2 separate regions of the Arachis hypogaea genome follow, and region 1 is linked to region 2. Evidence: chromatin contacts called from public Hi-C data. All regions are on one chromosome and are shown on one strand. Each heading gives the region's core, a stretch centred on a gene start, on an enhancer-like site or on the middle of the called end of the contact. The rest is flanking DNA. Distances are from core to core; before and after follow the strand shown.

Region 1 (6,481 bases), core at 1,754-4,253, 58 kb after region 2:
GGTTTTAAAGTTATTATGAAGCTCTAGGATTGCCTCTGGCGTCCCGGGGTCTTATATCTTACATTACTGGGCACTGTTACCATACTGAGAACCTCCGGTTCTCATTCTATACTTTGTTGTTATTTTTCAGATGCAGGTCGCAACCCACCTCGGTGAGTTGCTTGATGGTGACAGAGCGGAGGACCTTTATCATGTATTTAGAGTCTTTTGATTTATTTTATTAGTACTCTTACTTTTGTATTTTGTTTTGCTTTAGAGGCTTACTTTATGAGAGATATTCTGTATAAGCTGTTTTATTTTTCAAAACTCTGTATGTCAGTAGTTAACTAGTCGACCTAAACTCCACGGGCTGTGGCTAGTATCCTATGATTATTATACTCTTATATAACTACATATATCTTGTTATCTCACATAGTGGATCTTGTTTCTTACGCTTGTAGCTACGTGTGAACGTTCGCACTTTGTAATTCCGTATTTGAGCTCATTTTTTTTCATCGGGCTTCTAGAGTTATTATTCCTTCTATATATATTTATGTATAAGCTTTAGAATTGTCGTAACCTTTGATTAACATTTGCTTTACGGCATGAGGTAAGGTTTAAGGTAATTAGGATGTTACACAAAGCTTTGAGTCAACAATGTCAGCAGAGGTTGTCGGAGGACTAGCGGTTGATATGGTGGTAGCGTTCTTTGTAAAACCTAGGGGAAGAGAGGGTGTTGCTTATAATTTCGTTTTGAAGGAGGAAAGACAAAAATGGACCTTTAGAAAGACTCAGCTAATGAAATGACAACACACCATCGTGCCCTAATCCTAAAACGCGGCATTTAGCATCATTCAAATGGGAACCAATTTGTCATAATTTAACACGTGGCGCTTAACGGTTGAGTCACCCAGCTTCACATGACATGTCAAGTTATTGCGTTAGTTCTTAACGTTGAGGTGATAAAAAGGACTAATTCGTCTGACGCCAGAAAAAGTTAGGGACTAATTATGTAATTAAATTTTGTGGGGGACTAAAATGTCTACTTCAAAATTTCTTGGGAACCAATTTGGATAAATATTAAAGGACTTGTTTGTCTAAAGTGTAAATCCTCAAAATTTATTTATCACTTTACTCTAAGAGAAATAACAATTCTGTTGTATCAGTTTCCTAAAAAGTTGTAACTTAGTTTCTGCGTTCTCTCCTTCACAAATGACAAAATTATCCTACATTCTTACTCAAAAGTCTTAAAAAATAACTAAAATCTTAATTCTTCTCCTTAATTATTCTTTTAACTTTTAAACAAAAACAGTTTTAATTGTTTTTCTTTTATGTTTTTGATCTTTTCAAAAGCAAAATATATGTTTAAAATTTTTAGGATAAAGTATACTTTTGTCTTTATATTTATGATTTTCTTTAAAAATATTTTTAATTGTAATCAATTTTATTCTTAATATTTTTTATTTATATCAAAATTATCCTTCAACTTTAACTCCATATAAAATGATAGGAATAAAATTGAAAACATCTAGAAATAGTCTTGACACAAATTAAAAACGTTCGAGATAAAATTAAATATTAAAAATATTTTTTTAAAAATTATAAATATTAAAAATAAAAAACATACTTTATCCAAATTTTTATTCATTTTAGAATTAAAAAGATGGATTAGAATATCTAATCATCACTTAAAATTTAATCAGTTGAGCAGTGAGCTTCATAATTTGGTTTTATATCTTACATTGGCTTCTTCTAATTAATAGCATGAAGAGTAATTTACCATCACTAAAATGTGGTAATAAGAGTATGAACCACTTGTAAAGTGGGTGGGTCGATCACCTAATCTAATCGACTTTCTTGACTTTAAATAAACAAGATAATAGTTGTTTATAGGAAATTAAATAAATGTTGTCGTCATGTACGTTTAATCAATTAATATGTTAGCAAATTAAATTTTACGTTTATATTTTGAAATGATCTTGGGCATATATAAAAAAAATGTTAGAACCAACATTTTGGATCAACACTTTATTTTTATATTATTAAAATTTAAAATTTAATATAAAAATATTTTTATTAGTCATGTAGTATTATTCGAATTACTAGTGGACAAAATTTAATATAAATTTAATATAAGAAGTTATAAATTTTATGAGTAACACACCATTTTCTTTATTTAGTGTATATTAATTAATTAAAATGATAAATATTTTGATCTCTTTACAAATACTCTTTGGATTTAAGTGTTAGAACAAAAAACGTTTCATGAATATTTTAATAAAAAGTTATTTTTAAAAATATTAAAACCGAACAAAAATTTTTCTTTTTATATAATAAATAGATTTGTCTTTTTTAAAAAAAAAATCTTTACATTTGAATTAACATCAACTAATTTTTTATTTTTTTAAAACAAAAAATATACTCGCATTTGCAATGGAAAAATAACAGGATATTTTTGCTCCACTTGTCATTTTACTGTTTGTTTCTTTCCTTAACTTCGGGTATATATAAACTACGCATTCGGCACTACTTTTTGAACTATATAACTCAAAAATTTAGCTGTGATTCACAGTTGTTAGAACCGGACTAATTTGTCTGGTAAGATCGAAAAACCGGCAAATTAGTCATAAGACTAATTCAGTTGAAGTATTTGATTGTAGAAGGAAAAAACCGATAAAACACGGTTCAGGTTGGTCGATTTTGACAAAATCTAGCAAATCGGCAAATTTAAAAAACCTAGATCGGTTCGAAATTTTTTTTACCCCTCAAAACAGCACCATTTTGCTTTTTTTTTTTTTAAATAAAAAACTTAAATGGCCAAACCTTGCTCAAATCTCCCATGCCCAATCCATCCTCACCTGACTCTCTCTCAATCTCACTCAGAAAGGCAGAGCCTCTGACTCTCTCATATTCACAAAAAATCCATTGCCACCGCACAGTTGTTGCCACATTGACGGCTACTCTACCTGGTATCGCTGGTCCCTGTGCATCTTCTTCACTGACTCGTCGCCTCCTGTGCATCTCTCGTCATTGTTGTTGCATCCTCATCTGACATGGCTTGCAGCCACTGTTGCCTCCCTCCTGTCAGTCTCTGCTTCGCGGTGCTTGGTCTCTCTCTTTTTTGTCCACATTCTGTAACATCCTACCACACATAACTTTACGACGTGGAAGTAAATAAGGGTTGGTGAGGCGTTACGACCTCTAAAAATAAAATACGTACATAGATATAGTTGAAAGAAGTTATAACTAGGAGCCTTGAAAAAGAAGTTAAGCAAAATCGAAACAGAAATCGCGTCGCTCACGAAAGAAAACCATAGACAGATAAGCAAGATCAAAAGGAAGGCTAAAAGACCATAAACATAGATTAGAATTCTAAAATACAAATATCAAGCTCCGAACTCGACCTGTGAAGCAAAGGCCGACCAGAGTATACATACATACATACATACATATAACCCAAAATATCCCAGACTCGTAAAACTAACAACCTGTTTCTCCAAGTCAACCTCTAAGAGGGATAAGCATAAAATACAAGATGGAGAATCTATATACATATATAAACATAAATAAAATACAACCCTAAGTTCCCAGAGTTCTTCGCTTCCACAGAGTCTCCAGAATACTCAGTGAGGTACCTTCTGACCTGCATTTAAAAAGCAACAATATGTATGGAGTGAGAACCGGAGGTTCTCAGCATGGTAAAGGTGCCCACATAGTTAATATAAAAGGTCCCAGAAAAGTCAGAGGCAATCCTAGAACTCTGTAACTCAAATATAAACTTAATGGAATAAACTAAACCATAAATTTGGTAAAACTCTCTAAAGTATCCAAGTCTCAATCTAACTCTAATTCTACAATTCACTTTCTGTCTCATTATACCCTAACCCTACAATTCACTCTCTGTCTCCTCCAATCTAATTGTGATCCAATACTTCAATTTCCATTTCTTCCATTCCTCCAAAACTTCGATGCATAGACAAGCAATAGAGACAAAATAAACACAAGTAGGATACAGATACAGCAGGTAGCAATTATAGCAGGTAAGCATAATAATCACATAGGCAAGCCAAATTAATGCACGATCAAACAAAACACACATATGCATATGATGTATGCCTGCCCTATGGCCGATGAGTCTCATCTGTGGGTTATAAAGCCAAACCCGACATGTCCAGTAGCTAACCCTGGACAGAACACCAAACACAGAGCAAGTGGGACAACGACGCAACCCTTGCATCTTACCCGTGTACCCGGAGTAGGGGACAACCTCACCACTGCCTCTTACCCAGGCAGTGTTACAGTTCTCGACCCAGAGTAAGCGGCGACAAAACACAGCCCTTGCATCTTACTTGAAGCCTCGAACTCTCCCGGAGCAAGTGGATAACACCGGTGCATCTTACTCGACTTATTGACTCTTACCCGAAACAAACGAATAACACCACTGCATCTTACCCGAAGTAACATTCAGAAATTCATTCGCATTATCATTACAATTTATTCATATTCATTCAAATTTATAATCAAACTCAGTCATCAACCTTCCTCTTCCTCATAGTCAACCTCATCCTCAATCATATCTCATACAACTTCATTACTGACCCGGAGCGACTGGACAATGCCACCGCATCTAACTCGGCCTCTCAATTCATTCCTTATATATATATATCACAATCAGTCATCATCAACTCAATTAAACTCATTTATCATCATCTCATTATCATTATAATTCATTCATACTCATTCAACCATTAGACTTTAAAATCAATTCTCAATATCCTTCATTCCTTATTATTACACCTCCCATTTCGTTCATCAATATTTTATACTCAAAACACAATTCATTCGTTTCTAAATAAAGCAAACTCAAAATATAATCCTTTTCTTAATAACTCAAAATCAAATTATAAAATCCTCAAAAATATAAATCTTTCTAAATAACCACTTCAAACGAAGCCTCATATTTTCATAAAAATTTCGGCAACATCTCCTCTAAAACTTGGACTTTTGCCACCCCTCAAGGGTCCCAACCACCTACCAAATACCTCTCGGTCATTCAAATCATTTCCAGTATCAAATTATTTCAAAATTAAACCAATTACAATATTAAATTTTTTTCAAAAGCCAACCAGCTCTAATAGCAAACCGTTTACGAAATTGAATCACACATCACATACCAAACACACAATCCATCAATAATTCATTCAGTTCATTCCTATCTTAAGGCCTTCTAGCCTAAGTTTCATGTGACATTAAACATTAACTACGAGAAACCAAAATCATACCTTGGTCAATTCCTCCCTAAGCCCGGAACACCTCAATTATCCACCGTTCCTCAAGCTCCAAAGCTCCAACTCCTCACCAATTGAATTTTCAGCTCCTAGGATTCAATTCCAAGCTTCCAATATCCATCAATTTAATTCCAATTCAACAAGATACATGATCTAATTAATACAATATAATAATAATCAATATTGAGCTCACTAAATCACTAATTCACAAGGGTTAGGGTTTTCTTACCGTTACCCACGAGTCAAATGGACAAAATCTGATGATTATCCACCACTAGAGTATCCCAAAATTTTTAGTGGGTTATGTAGAGAAATCCAAGACGAACGCGTGGCTGCTGACGACTCGTCAATTGGAGCTCCGAATTGAAAGTTACAAGGATTTAAAGTTGGAGGTGGAATAAGGGGTTAGGGTTTGTTTTTTATTCTCCTCCCCCAAATCAAAGTTCATCGTGCTTCAAATGAAAGAATGAGGAAGAGAAGGCTGAATTTGGTTATTTATATGTTGGGCCATGGGCTCATTTTGGATCTGGTCTAACCGGTTCGGCCTGTTGGCCCATTTTTGGGGCAAAAATTTTTAAATTAGTGTCAAAATCAATATTTTAATTATTTTTACTTTATTAAACTATAAAATTTATTTTCCTAATTTTTTTAAATAATAATTAATTTACTAGTTAATTATTTATTAATTACTCGAAGTTTACATCCTACCCCCCTAACAAAAATTTTCGCCCTCGAAAATTTGCTCTAAAATCTTCGTATATACTTCCTCAAATTCAACCGACCTCATATCATTCATTCTGATATTTTCCAACATCAATTCAAACACTAATTCATATTTTCCATTCTCATGTACAAGATCATAAACTTAACCAAATTCAAGCCTAAGTCATACCCATTTGTTTCACTCTTAGCTTCGTCTAGCTCTTTCTTAGTAACTACACTCTCTCTTACCCTTTAAGGTTTCCATCTAAATAAAAATAATCTCAAATGCTTCTCACTATCTCAAACAATAAACAATTCCTCAATCTCTTAGTCTGATTCAACCCGCTATAACCTAAATCATACACTCACACTTTTCATTCCTTGATCCTACGTCAATCCTCGAAACAATCTCCTATTCCAAGACTCCTTTCTCACGTCACTACAACTCTAGAGCCACTAAATCACCACATTTTCGTAGCGTCACTCTAATTATAAATCACTAAGAGCTTAAT
Region 2 (7,046 bases), core at 2,644-5,143:
CATTATTTGTGAGAGCAATGACAGGTAGTTGTTGTTGTTGTTGTTCAGAGTTCTCCTTTGCTTTCTGCTCTTTATATTTTCCCCACACTACTGCATATAGTCCTCCAACCACCACTATTGCCCCAATTACACTAATCATAACAATAAACAAACACATCTTCAGCTTCGGAAAATCTCATGTAACACATATAACATTATTTTAATATATACTCTACAGTATACTGATAATTAATTTTGATGACTAATTTTAGTATGCGATTAATAATCTTTAGTACCTTCCGAGGTAGAGTTGCTCAGAGAGAACGATGCAAGCCAAGGCGGTAACAATGACCATACGCAATGGATTAAAGGCAGTTACAATTACTGGACCCATTGCTTTGCTAACCATCCCTTGTATATAGTATTGCACTCCTGATGTTACTATTCCCTGAAACAAACAATTAAACCAACAAAGTTGAGTACATTTATCATTCAATCTGAAATATGGTATTTTTTTTGTTTCTCACGGTATCTAATTTTTGTTTAATAATTTGTTATTAGCTAATGAATTGTTATATGTATAAAAAAAAAATTTTTTACTTCTGATCTTTGTTTAAACAAATCAGTGAACTAACTATTATATCAATTCAACTTAGTTGAAATATATTGCAACTTTAGATTGTGACTCATTAAAGGCCATTTTGCTAAATTAAAATTAGAGAAAAGAACAAATTGATCCTTAACTTTTTAGTCTGCAGACATTTAAGTCCCTAAAGATTTAAAAATACATTTAAATTTCTGACCAATTTGAACATATCGATCCTTGAGTCTAATTTGTCCAATTTTAAAAACTCTCTCACGTGTGCATCCGTTTCAACCATGCCAGTACAACCAGAGTTACATTTGATTTTTCCGTTGAGTCTGACAGATCCAAGTGAACATGAAAAAACAATATATCTAAATTTTGAAAAGGTTGGATACTTAAATGTATTTTCAAATCTTCAAAAACTTAAATGTTTACGGATTAAAAGGTCAAGAACCTATTTATCATTTTTTCATAAAATTATAAATTAAATAATTTAGTCAAATATATTAAATTATTTTTTTATTTATAATTTTTATATGACGTATTTAATTTGTTTGAATAGTTATAGCCTAAATAAAATAGAAAAGTATATATAAATAACTCTTAACTAGTCAACTTTAAACAACTGTAATTAATAATTATTAATTATATTTTTTTTAAAAATAAAATTTAAATAATCACTAATTAATAACCAATTAAAAACGTTGACTTGTTGTTGGTTAGACCATGGTTAAATACCTAGCGGGATTGAAATAAAATAGATAACTAACCGCGTAAGCTGGAGCAAAGAGTCTGATGTCCCAACCAAGAGCCCATGCATGAGGACGGTGGCGCTCGGCAAAAGCCGCCACAAGTGAGCTCTGAAGTGCTCCGGCGAAGCAGACCCACGTTGCGAGCGACATCTCTGCTGGGTACTTGCGCAACGTTATGGCCTGCAATATGTAAAAGGCAGAGAAGCCGATGCAACCAATCATAAGAAAACATGTTCCTATTGCCCAGTGGGTGCTGGAAGGGTTGTTCACGTTCTCCGGCCGGTGGGCCGCTTTGGTTGCCACTGAAATGGTAACTGCGGTGCCTTTGTAGAGTGCCATAACTAAGGTGCCTCCAAAAGTAACCACAGTGCCAATCACTTTTGCTTGGCATGCTACCTCCTTAATCTTCATGCGCTCCATTCTACATACAAAATAAATAAGATGAATAAATATTCTTTTTGTTCTTCTCTCATCAAAGATGTTACATAAATTAGTCTTTTCTAAAATCATGACTAGTTGATGTGTTAAGTATAAATGTCACGTAAAAATAAATTACAAAATAAGAACAAATAAACACTTCCGAAAGATCAAAACATGATAGTTTTGTTTGTCACCTTCTTGACATTAAAATCTTATGATTTTCAGGCTTTCATCAGTCCTATATATGGTGATTAATATTTCATGTATTATGTTAACTAGCTAGTTTAGTGAAATATATTTTGGGATAAAATATATTTTTTATTTTTAAAATATATTATAATTTTTTAAAAAATTCATAAATTTTATTTTGTTTCAATTTTGTCTTTAAAGTTTTTGCTTTGTATCAAATATATTACTGATAGTTAAATTTTTAAAATGTTTAGTATCAATCTAGTAATAATACATGATAATTTTATTTGATTTTACTTGTGTTAAAAGTTGTTTTTATTACTCAATTATTTTTAAATGTTTTTAAAAAATTAGCCGTTAAGAATATGTTTAATGCAATTCGAAAAGTTTTTATACAAAATTAAAATAAAATAAAACTTATAGCTATTTTTAAAATTTTTAACAAATTTTAACAACAAAAAATATATTTATCCTATTTTTTTTTTTTTAGATTTCACAATTTCTTTTTGTATATTTAGTAGATTAGTTTTGAAAAATAAAATAATAATAAATTATTGGAATAATTAATTTAACTACCCCTAACGTACGAGAATAAGTGGTAGATAGTGGGATCCGTGGAGGATATTCATTTAGCTCTTCTGGCTTGCGTCACACCCATTTTTCGTCAAAACTTTTGAGACATGATACTTTAGGCTATACCTATTAATGGAGAATTTTGCAAATCTAAGACGACCTTTTATAACCTCCACAACAATTCAAAGTGATATATGTACTTGATTGCAAATTATTACTTACTTACCGAAGAATGACGGCCAATAGAAAAGTAATGGAAGGTGCGGAATTCATCACTGCTGATAGAAATGATGCCGATGTGTATTTCATCCCTAGCAGGGCGAAACATTGATCAAGTATAATCCTGCATTATCATAATATAATTAAGTTATTACTTAACTAATAACAACAAACTAGAAATTCAATTAGTTGTATTAGATGTGACCATTACTCGAAGAAAGCCAACGCCATGATCTCTAGAAATACCCGCAGTGTCATCTTTGGCCTAACCTTCCTGCAAAACATATAGATACACACAAAGATGTTAATGCGAATTATATTAAACCGTTTAATTTGATAGTGTTAGAAAAATATAATTATTCATGTGTCTTTTCTTATCAGTTTAAATTTTTAGAAGAAATGATTTTATGACATAGTATCAAAATTTTTAGAATCGAAAATTCTAGAATTTGATTTTTATTAAATCTCAAAAGAAAAAAATAGTACAAGATAAATAAGAAGAAAAAAATGCAAAAATTCAAAAAAGTACAAAAGAGACTCTTAAAAAAATGTGTTGGAGATATATAACTATTCGCTAATTTTTTTTTTATCTTAAATTTTTGAAAAAATAGTTTCATAATATAAAAAAAAGCGAATAATTATATGTCTAATAATGTAAAGGTAAAAACTCAGGTGAAGTCGATTTCACGTGAAGTTGATATCTGAGAACTGTTAGATGAAAATTTATGATTTGAACGATTCTCACAGGTATCAACTTCACGTAAAGTCGACTGCACCTGAGTTTGAGTTTCCACTGATATAAAATCATTTGAGGGGAAAGAGAAGTAATAAGGGTTTGTGTATGTGCATGGTGCATGCATGGTTGAATAAATTAAAGTGAAGGAAAGTAAGAGAAACCTTTCAAGAAGAAAAGCAAAGGGAGCGAGAGTAACAGAGGCGATGGCATTACGGTACACAATGAAAACGTAATGGCTCATCCCTTTGGCAATTGCATCCATGGCAAATATGAACATTCCCGCTGAACCGAATTGCACCGCCACAAGAAGCAGATACGGCTTTGCATTTCTCATCCACGCACCCATCTTGATCGCTAGTAGATAGGTGCGTGAGAACTCAGAACAACTTAATTGCTTTCTTTGTTTCGTATTTGCAACTCTCTCTGCAAAGAGCAATGCTGCCTCCCTACTATTTATATATACCACCCAACCACTTATCATATTCAATCAATTTTAATTATATTAAAAGACAAACTTATGTTATTGGAATAATTAAAATCACTTGTTGATTTAAACCACATCTTTTACCAGTAATAATAATGGTTCTTATTAAAATCAATCAAGTCATCATGTACCTTCATATTTAATTATGGGTAAAAAAGTTGTTGTGCATTTAAATGATCATTTTTAATGCTTCAAATAACACAATTATTTTTGTAAATAATTGAATTTTTATATCGACAATATATTATTATTATTATTATTAAACAATAAAATTGTAAAACGAATAATGATTGGTGGAAATTCTAATTATTTTTTTAATTATATATTCTTCTGATACTTAAAAAAATAAAAAATTTAAATATATAAGTTATTTTTTATAAGCATAAAAAATATAAAAAAAAATTCAAAATTTCTTTATTTAGAAGTTGGAGGAGAGATAAGTAGGAGAATGAATTAGGACTTCTAGTCATTTTTCTAAAAAAAAATTACATAAATGATTATATATTCATGAATATTAATTAATTATGTCAATAACATTTTAAATTTAATTAGGATAATTGAACAACTATTCAAGATTTTATTATGAAGACAATAAAAGTTAATCAATAATTAATTAAATCACATTTAAAAGTTTAAAATTTACATATGTAAATTCTATGTTGGTGAATACTATAAAAAAAATGTTGAGTACAGTTGAATTTTTTGTCGGGAAAACAAATAATATTCAACGGTAATTAAGCTACCGTCAGAAGAAATCAAATGGTATAAATATCGTCATCGGATTTTTTTTATCTGACGGTAATTATTGTCGAATTCTGCGACTGATTATTTGCTCGAAAAATTATTTGGTTATTGGCAAATTTTTCTGATGGTAATGTTTGCGTCACAATATGTTGTTTTTTTCGCATTATTACTGTCAGATTATTCCTTCTGTAAATCCAACGGTAATATCAATTTTCTTTTAAAAAATTGTGAAATAAATGGTCAATTCTAATTTATTATTTAAATTTATTTATCACATAATTAATGGTCAATTTATGAATAATAGAAACCTATTAGTTAAAATAAATGATCAAATGTTCAAATAAATTAAAAGTCAAATAAATCAAATAAATATAATGAAACAATAAAACACATCACTAATCTCTAAAGATCCAAGTAGTCATCATCGTCCTCGTCGTCATTCCCGTGGCCCTGATGAGGCGGTGATGTCTGTGTGCCACCAGCAGGGATAATGCCAGCGGTGCACATCTGAGTCTAGTACACCTCTATCTGAGCCTCCATCTGCTGAAGCCACTCCAGCTGCTCCCTTCACTCCGGCCTGAGGTCATCCGTATTCGTCACGCGTGTGAGGATCTCCTGATACCTCTCCCGATAATCGTTCAACTCTTGAGCTTGCTGCTGAAGGCTGCGGGTGAGCTCATGCACTTGCAGCCTCAAATCTACACCTTCCTCAGGCTCGACGGCTCGACTGGTGGCAGAGATAGATGACGGCCTCAATGTGGAGGTGCGGAGGCTACTGACAAAGAATGAATCCAGTCCGTATACGCGGTTCTTGTACGGCGCTGAGGTGGTCTCGTGCCAAACCGCATTGGGATCGATGACTGAAGCAGCAGAGCCATCGGCATCCTCCCCACTTTGCTGAGATTGCTGAGTCGGGGCCTCTAATCTCTGCGTGTAGGACTCTTATGTAACACATGTTATTGTGATTAGTACGACAACTATACAGTTAATATCTAATTTTATATCAGAAGACCAGATGTATGTTTACTAACATAATGATCCTGAGATCCCTGATCAGCAAATCTTGCTTTGTTCTCCTTCACCGTGTGTGTGTACTTGAACGTCTCCGCCAATGTCGCCTCGCGATCCAACGACGTTGACTACACATGTTGCATTGAAACAATATGATTAGGATGCCTAGTAATGATATGTAAAAGAATATAACTAAGTTAATAACAAAATTAAAGAAACTATATACCAGCTTAGCCTTAGTCTTCATGAAGGTCCCTGAGCCACTGGTATACTTGGATGACCTAGCCGATGTCCTGTTAGCTCTGTTGGTGAGATGCTGATGTCTGAATCCCTCCTCAGTCTTCCAGTGAACTAACATAGCTTTCTTTATTTTCAGTCGGAGCCAGATGGTCAGGTGGTCCTGCCCCTCATGAACATCTTCCAGCATCTGCTGAAGTCGCCAACCTATTCAATGATCATATATCTTCTAATGAGGGCATCATAAGAGGTGTCCCATATAAAGTGCAGCTGCACAAAGAAATTTTAAAATTAGTTAATCAAAATAGAAGATATAAATTAGTTAAAAAGTTTGAAACTAAAAAAAAATTAACTATCGCCCATTTTTGAAATCATCGCTCTCTGGTCTCAGAGGGGAATCTTCTTGTAGCTGGGCCAAAGATAGTCGTACATTAGTTTAATGACGTTGGTCATCTCCTGAGTACATGTGTTGTTGTTCGGCACAAACCTATCAACAATCCACAAACAAATCAATATGGCAATATAAATTAAAACTTCAGAAGCAAATAAGTTAAATACATAGAGATTTTTATAGAAATTTCGGCAGAAACTAAAATACACCACAAACTCTATCCATCAACAATTAATTAACTTAAACAGCACCAAATGTCAACAATCAATATACAACAAGCAATTATCAAGAATCAACATCCATAAATCCACTAAACTAGAATCAATAATCAGACACTTTCAACAATTCAATAATCAGGAAATATAGAAGACTTAAAGTGATATTTACCCCGTGCCACCATCAGGCTAAGTCGTCAACCGTACAATAGGAGGTGGTGAAGGGGCATCAACTGCCTCACTTCCGTGAGAGGTCTCCGGGGACGCGGCTTCCGTCACTGGAGGCAGCATCGCCATGGCAGTGGGCTGCTGAGTGGTTGGAGGTGGCGTTTTTGCCGTAGACGGAGGGACATTGTTGGGGTTAGGGACCATGATGAACGGCTGGTTCGCTAAACCTGCAACCTATGACGTCATCGGGGTGGTCGGATTAGAGCGAGAGGATCCAGAATTTTCAGGGGTACCAGAGGAAACTCTCCCTCTATCACGACCAGTAGCCTGATCTGCAACACC

The links. Hi-C and Micro-C count contacts between places; a contact is called where the count stands out from the background.
Region 1: a contact with region 2 is called in a Hi-C map of leaf, with 2.6 times the contacts expected there. The contact joins the enhancer-like site here to the promoter of LOC112764814 in region 2. A contact is called at or near these places in 2 of 8 Hi-C or Micro-C datasets (both in leaf).

The regions. Positions count from the first base shown.
Region 1 is chr17:126,913,533-126,920,013 of arahy.Tifrunner.gnm2.J5K5, forward strand. LOC140180867 (a long non-coding RNA gene) reads left to right here. Exons shown (of 4, transcript XR_011874925.1): 4 at 131-391. Among protein-coding and RNA genes, the nearest start is that of LOC140180867, 5.6 kb to the left of the region's middle. Within about 2 kb of position 3,004, at least 1 of the 3 cell types and tissues checked has open chromatin away from gene starts, as enhancers often do.
Region 2 is chr17:126,854,309-126,861,354 of arahy.Tifrunner.gnm2.J5K5, forward strand. It overlaps LOC112764814 (WAT1-related protein At4g08290), which reads right to left and starts at 3,894. Exons shown (of 6, transcript XM_025810611.3): 1 at 3,616-3,894; 2 at 2,930-2,992; 3 at 2,726-2,842; 4 at 1,336-1,738; 5 at 276-427; 6 at 1-131. The coding sequence starts at 3,800.